Linked DNA regions of Mus musculus: region 2 is linked to region 1. Evidence: chromatin contacts called from public HiChIP or PLAC-seq data. All regions are on one chromosome and are shown on one strand. Each heading gives the region's core, a stretch centred on a gene start, on an enhancer-like site or on the middle of the called end of the contact. The rest is flanking DNA. Distances are from core to core; before and after follow the strand shown. Region 1 overlaps Dst (dystonin). Region 2 overlaps Dst (dystonin).

What was found. HiChIP or PLAC-seq counts read pairs in DNA pulled down with a chosen protein or histone mark.
Region 2: a contact with region 1 is called in an H3K27ac HiChIP or PLAC-seq map of embryonic stem cells, with 7 read pairs. The contact joins two enhancer-like sites. A contact is called at or near these places in 1 of 484 Hi-C or Micro-C datasets (embryonic stem cells), 2 of 115 datasets of contacts at active chromatin or transcription factors (both in embryonic stem cells) and 2 of 9 other capture datasets (adipose tissue and pancreatic islet).

What each region holds. Positions count from the first base shown.
Region 1 is chr1:33,944,161-33,947,023 of GRCm38.p6, forward strand. The region is part of intron 2 of Dst (dystonin); the gene reads left to right. Among named protein-coding and RNA genes, the nearest start is that of Dst, 37 kb to the left of the region's middle. Within about 2 kb of position 1,426, at least 65 of the 459 cell types and tissues checked have an H3K27ac peak or open chromatin away from gene starts, as enhancers often do. A contact at or near this core is called in embryonic stem cells, where this site is marked.
Region 2 is chr1:34,064,487-34,067,349 of GRCm38.p6, forward strand. The region is part of intron 4 of Dst (dystonin); the gene reads left to right. Among named protein-coding and RNA genes, the nearest start is that of Mir6896, 51 kb to the right of the region's middle. Within about 2 kb of position 1,370, at least 8 of the 459 cell types and tissues checked have an H3K27ac peak or open chromatin away from gene starts, as enhancers often do. A contact at or near this core is called in embryonic stem cells, where this site is marked.

The DNA of each region.
Region 1 (2,863 bases), core at 176-2,675:
ATGGCACTGCCCCTAGTGGCCTGGCTGTTCCACATCAGTCATTGACTAGGAAGATATCCTCATAGACTTGGCCTATAGGCCAATCTGATGATAGCATGTTCTCAATTGATGGTCCTTCTTTCCCAGTGACTCTAGCCTGTGCCAAACAAACAAACAAACAAACAACAACAACAACAGACAAAGGAACAACCAACTAGCCTAGGGAAACACACACACACACACACACACACACACACATATACCTTGCTTCTTGTATTCCATACAATTAAAATTTAAAGTATCTCAGTTTGAGTTAGTGATATAATAAAGAATGGTGGAGCCATATGTTGGAAAATTATTCAGTTAGAAAGATGTGCATTTGAAATACTATCTATCGGAATCCTTGCTAAATCTCTATCAGTCTAGGAAGATAAGTAGGATCTGTGTTACTGCTAGGGATTGTTTTGGAAGGATGTTTTAGAAAGATAGAGCAGGGTCATTCAGACAGATTTTTAGTTCAGACATAAATGGTACATTTATAGGAGGACTTATGTTTTGTGATCAGTATTTTCTGAGCATGTCAGACAGGTAAAAGAACCAAAGTCAAAACCTGTGGAGAGTCTGAAAGAACGTAGGTAGGAGAAACAGAACCCGACAGTGGTGGGGTGGTGGAGTCGGTGTGGGGGTGGAGTTATCATGGCCGTGAACGCATTCTGAGTACGTCAGGCTGAAGAACGCTACAAAAAGTCACACTGGAACAAACTCCAGTCAAGTTCACGAACTGGGGAAGCCAACCAGAGTCAAGGGGTGGAGGTTGGAAAGTTCGTAGTTCTTGCTGGAATATCAGGGAGACTCCAGGGAAGGTTGTACAACATCATGATAGCTTTAGCCACTGCTTCAGACTCAGTAGCATCCTCCCAGGAAAGGGTCCCCCGGTGCAGTGCTTGCTGAGATCTAGGCTGCGCCTCCACAGAGTGCAGAGTGGGCGTGGCATGCTGAAGTCTGTGCCGTGCTCCGCCCAGTGCTGAGGGGGTGTGGCGAATGGAGGGAGAGCAGGAGAACTGGACACTGTAAGGGGCTGTGACAAAAACTCACTGCACAGCATTTCTCAGTGACCGCATTGACCTCCGATTGCCGGGAAGCCTGCGTCCTGCTCCCCGTTTCTCCTCTTTACTCAGAATACATTATCAGCGGCTGTTAGGTCATGGGACAACTCCCTCTGCATCCCCTCCCCCCAGCTTTCTGATAAGTACACCTCCAGAGTAAGCAGATTTTGAAAGAGAATGTACTGCCAGAAAAGCATTTAAGTCTTGAACACAGACCAAATATACACTTCATCTCAGCAGGGGCCAAAAGCTCGTTCCCATAACATAGTCAGGAGCATCAGTCAGCCCTTCCTCTCCTGTGCACAGTGATGGGGCTGGGGCGGTTTGGAGACATTTCTGACCAGCGCAGTGTATGCCGGGACCTCTGCTCTTTGGTTCCTGCATAGCAGCCAGTCTGGGGGGCTTGATAGGGAGTCTTGGCCAAACATCTACCCCTGACTGACTGCTGCTGCCTCCCTTTCATTACCTTTGGGATTTGAAGTCCTGCTCGGAGCTTCAGCACCAAACTTCAGTAGCCCTGATTAACTTCATTCATTGGTAGAGATATTGATGTTTAAAATGTTTAACAACCGGAGTTATTTCATATCGAGTGGTTCTTTCTAGTTGCTAGATCTGGGGCAGGTTGCAGAGCACTGGGGAGTAGGGTGATACAGGAGGACTTGCCGGGGTTTTTTGGGACCTTTACCCCAGTTCCTGTGTTTTATGCAACCATGCCCTTGGTGGCTGTGCAGACCCGGGCCTCTGCGTGCCGCAGGCTTGTCTTGCTGCTTCCTCTCAGTCCAGTCTGTTCTCTGCTTGAGCCAGTGCTACAGTATCTACTCTGTGGCTGAGACTGCCCAAGTTAGGATAGGGCTGGCATCAACCTCAGGAATCTTTTTCCAGAAACAGTCCAGAAATAGGTGGACCTCAAGATGAAGCTGTTCTTTGAGAACAGATATTTGGAGGATGCCCTTGATAACAGACATAGTTGTAAGATTGTGTTGCCACACATCCTCCCTCCCCCACTGTGTTGGCAGTTCAGTTTCTATGTGTTTCCATCTTTTACTTGATCGATCTCTCTCTCTCCTTTCCTCCCTCCCTCTCTCTCTCTCCTTCCCTCCCTCCTTCTTGGTATTTTTTGAAACAGGGTTTCTTTGTGTAGCTCTGGCTGTCCTGGAACTAGCTATAAAGCTAGACCAGGCTGGCCTCAAACTCAGAGATCTGCCCGCCTCTGCCTCCTGAGTGCTGGGATTAAAGTCCTGTGCCATTGCTGCCACCACAACCCAGCTCTGTCTCTTAACCTTATAAGCTTATTTTTGTGTCTTAACAACTCTGAGTGTATAGTGGCCATTGGAAAAGCTGTAAGGATTGCAGCTGAGATACTGAAGAAGTGTTTAGGTCTTTAGTATGACTTCAATTTTCAAAGCCCCTCCTGTTCTTTTGTCTTCGGCTTCCTGTGTCCCTGGCCCCACCTCTCTGCTTGCTTTCCTGCCTGGCTTCTCCCATGATCCTCTTTGTTTCTCACACCTCTCTGCACTGCCTTCTCACTTGCGACAGGCCTTCATGCCTGTTTTTTAAGTGTCATTCATCAAATATAGTCACATCTCACCATAAAATCTTGCCTTTAGCTCCTCCGAGTTTATAGCTGCTGGATCTGGGACAGGTTGCAGAGCCGCGAGTAGGAGCAAGCCGGGTGCCATGGATGTTGTGAACACACCATAAAATATGCTTATTTCCTTCACATCTCATGGTGTCTTGTTTTGGAAAGGATTTTTTACACACACGTTTTTACGATGGTG
Region 2 (2,863 bases), core at 120-2,619, 120 kb after region 1:
TCTTTAGATGGCACAGAGCTCTGCCACATACCTACAGTGCTTTTTAGAGATCCCACCCCCTGAGCTAATGATATGTGACCTTATGTGACTGGCCTCTTTTTTTTTGTTTGTTTTAGGTTTATTTATTTGTTTATTGTATGTATGAGTACACTGTTGCTGTCTTCAGACACACCAGAAGAGGGCATCAGTTCCTATTACAAATGGTTGTGAGCTACCATGTGGTTGCTGGGAATTGAATTCAGGACCACTGGAAGAGCAGCCAGTGCTCTTAACTGCTGAGCCATCTCTCCAGCCCCTAGCTGAGCTCTTTATACCTAGTCATTTTACCCTTTATTTTTTGTGGAATCCCACAGATAGCTTGGCTCCTGGGACCCAACAGAAATCATTGTGGCTTCTAGAAAGGCTGATCCTTCCCCTAGAGACTCTTGCTATGGAGAGACCAGGGATGGTGTGCCTGAGGGAGCACCTTGGATGTGTTTCCTTGGATATTTCATTGCTCACGGTGGCGTCTTCCTTAAAAAGATGCTTAGGCCTTGCTCTGTTTGCCCTCATTCACTCCATAGACTTATTAATAAACACCATATGATTCCATCTGAACTTTGTCTTTGCAGACTGTGTTTACATTTGGATTGTTATCAGTGCAGTTTCATGGAAAGTGTTCATGTTTGGAAGGCTCAGAATTGACTGTCTCCCCCCCCACCCCCCTGCCTCCCCCATAGTAAAGTTTCGTTCATATCCACTGGTCATAACTGAAGGTCTGACGCACTGCTGTGGTCCTCCTCCTCACATACGGTGAGCCAGGAGGGCGGCTGGCTCTGTTCAGCTTCATGAGCCTGTATTGCCATGGCTTAGCATTGTCTTGTCTCTGTAACACTCTCCCTTAGTGGCTCAAAGACAATGATCAGAGCTTTCTGGCTGAGTCATTTAGATAGTCATGAAATATTTTATCCTTTTAAAAAATTTTTTTTAAAAAAGAGAAGTTACCAAAATTGCTTGGCATTTTAAAGGTATAAAGTGAGTAGAATTCCAAAATGCTGTGGAGACTGGTGACGAGGCATCCTGTTGTCCTCTTACAGTAAATTAGTTATTGCTCCCGTGGCTCGTAGAACAAGTGTAACATTCATTCACTAATCACCTGCCTCAGCCTGCCATACATACACAGGGTGAACGACAGGATTTTGTCTTCCCACTTTCTGGTAATCATTCCCTTGGAGGTGGTGATAAGGACACTGGGACCTTCCTCTGACTCTTCTTTTTTTTTTTTTTTTTTTTTTTTTGCTCCATCATCTGACCTTCCTCTGGTTCTTTGTTGCTGCTCTGTCTTGTCTTTGCTGGTCTTTGTTTTTCTGGGTAGGAACAAAGGAATCTGAGTCTTCGCTGGCCCTTGGAAATGGTTGGCTTACAGACACAGTCAGTTGCTAGCTTTCAACTCAGCACAGCGGCTATTCACTGGGATGGCAAACTGATGTTTGTTATTTTCTTTATAGCTTTATTTTCTTCCTTTCCACTTGGTTTTGAGTTTGTTATTTGTCATCCCAGCCTTTCTCTACCTTCATAATATGTATCCAGCTGTGTATTTGTAGTGGTATAGTCGGAAACATGCTTTTGTGCTTTCCTTATTTTTGAAAAAGTAAGGTTATTTTATTTCTGCAAAGAATTCCTTTTGCTTCCTGTATTAGCTCATTTCTTTTACTGATGATAAGGAGGCCATTCTCTCTAGCGCAGACAGATCACATTCCTTCTTAAAAGGGGAAAATGGTTTTCCTCCAAGTGTTTTCAAGTTTGCCTTTAACAGCATCTGTTTTTATCAAAGTTTTACATTATAAGCCACAGAAATTATACCAGAGCCAAACAGCAAAATATAGAAGAGAAAATTAGACTACTATATCCTCTCATTTAATCTTGATATATTAAAAATTAAAAATGATATTTATTTTCTTTTCTGGTTTTCTCCAACTCAAAACATGGCTTATCAACCTAGAAATTTGGGGATCAAACATGTCTCCTGTAATTGCTAACTTCTCTAGTTTGGAGGATTTGAGGAAGCAAATCAACTGCTTTAAACTGGAATGGTTCAGATATTTACCTGTGTGAGCTGAATTTGCATTGCAGAGGGGAAACATTTGGTGAAAGAATGTTCTCTTTAGCAGGGCGTGGTGGCGCATACCTTTAATCCCAGCACTCCGGAGGCAGAGGCAGGAGGATTTCTGAGTTCGAGGCCAGCCTGGTCTACAAAGTGAGTTCCAGGACAGCCAGGGCTATACAGAGAAACCCTGTTTCAAAAAAAAAAAACCAAAAAAAAAAAAAAAAAAAAAGAAGGATGTTCTCTTTACAGGATGATTTCTGTTATACAAAGAAGGGATGGTAAACAAAAGACCTACTATGTTATAACATTTAATGCTACCTAGGCAGCAATTGCTAATGGGGATGGAGGGAAAGAAAAGGTGAGAATGAATGGAATTTAGCTGGGCATGATGGCACAACACTCCAGAGGAGCCTGAGACAGGAAGATCATGAGTTCAAGGCTAATCTGAGATACCCTGCATAACTCAATCTCAGAAAAATATACTGACACTATATAGAGACATAATACATGAATGTTAAGGTCTAAAACTTACAGGAGTAAAAAAGGCTCTCCTTATGATGTATGTCTGAATCATATTGTTCATCTAAGTTCCAATTTATGGTAAATTTTAAGAGCAGTGTGTAATCGCTAGAATTTAGACCAGAGACCACTGGACCAATGATCCAATGACTTCAGCTATCGGATGACAATAGGAGTTGATGAGGGACAGGGAGGAAGAGCGCTTGTATCTTGAAAGAGACTAAAGCAGCCTGCCAGTTAACTTTGAGGTATCTGACC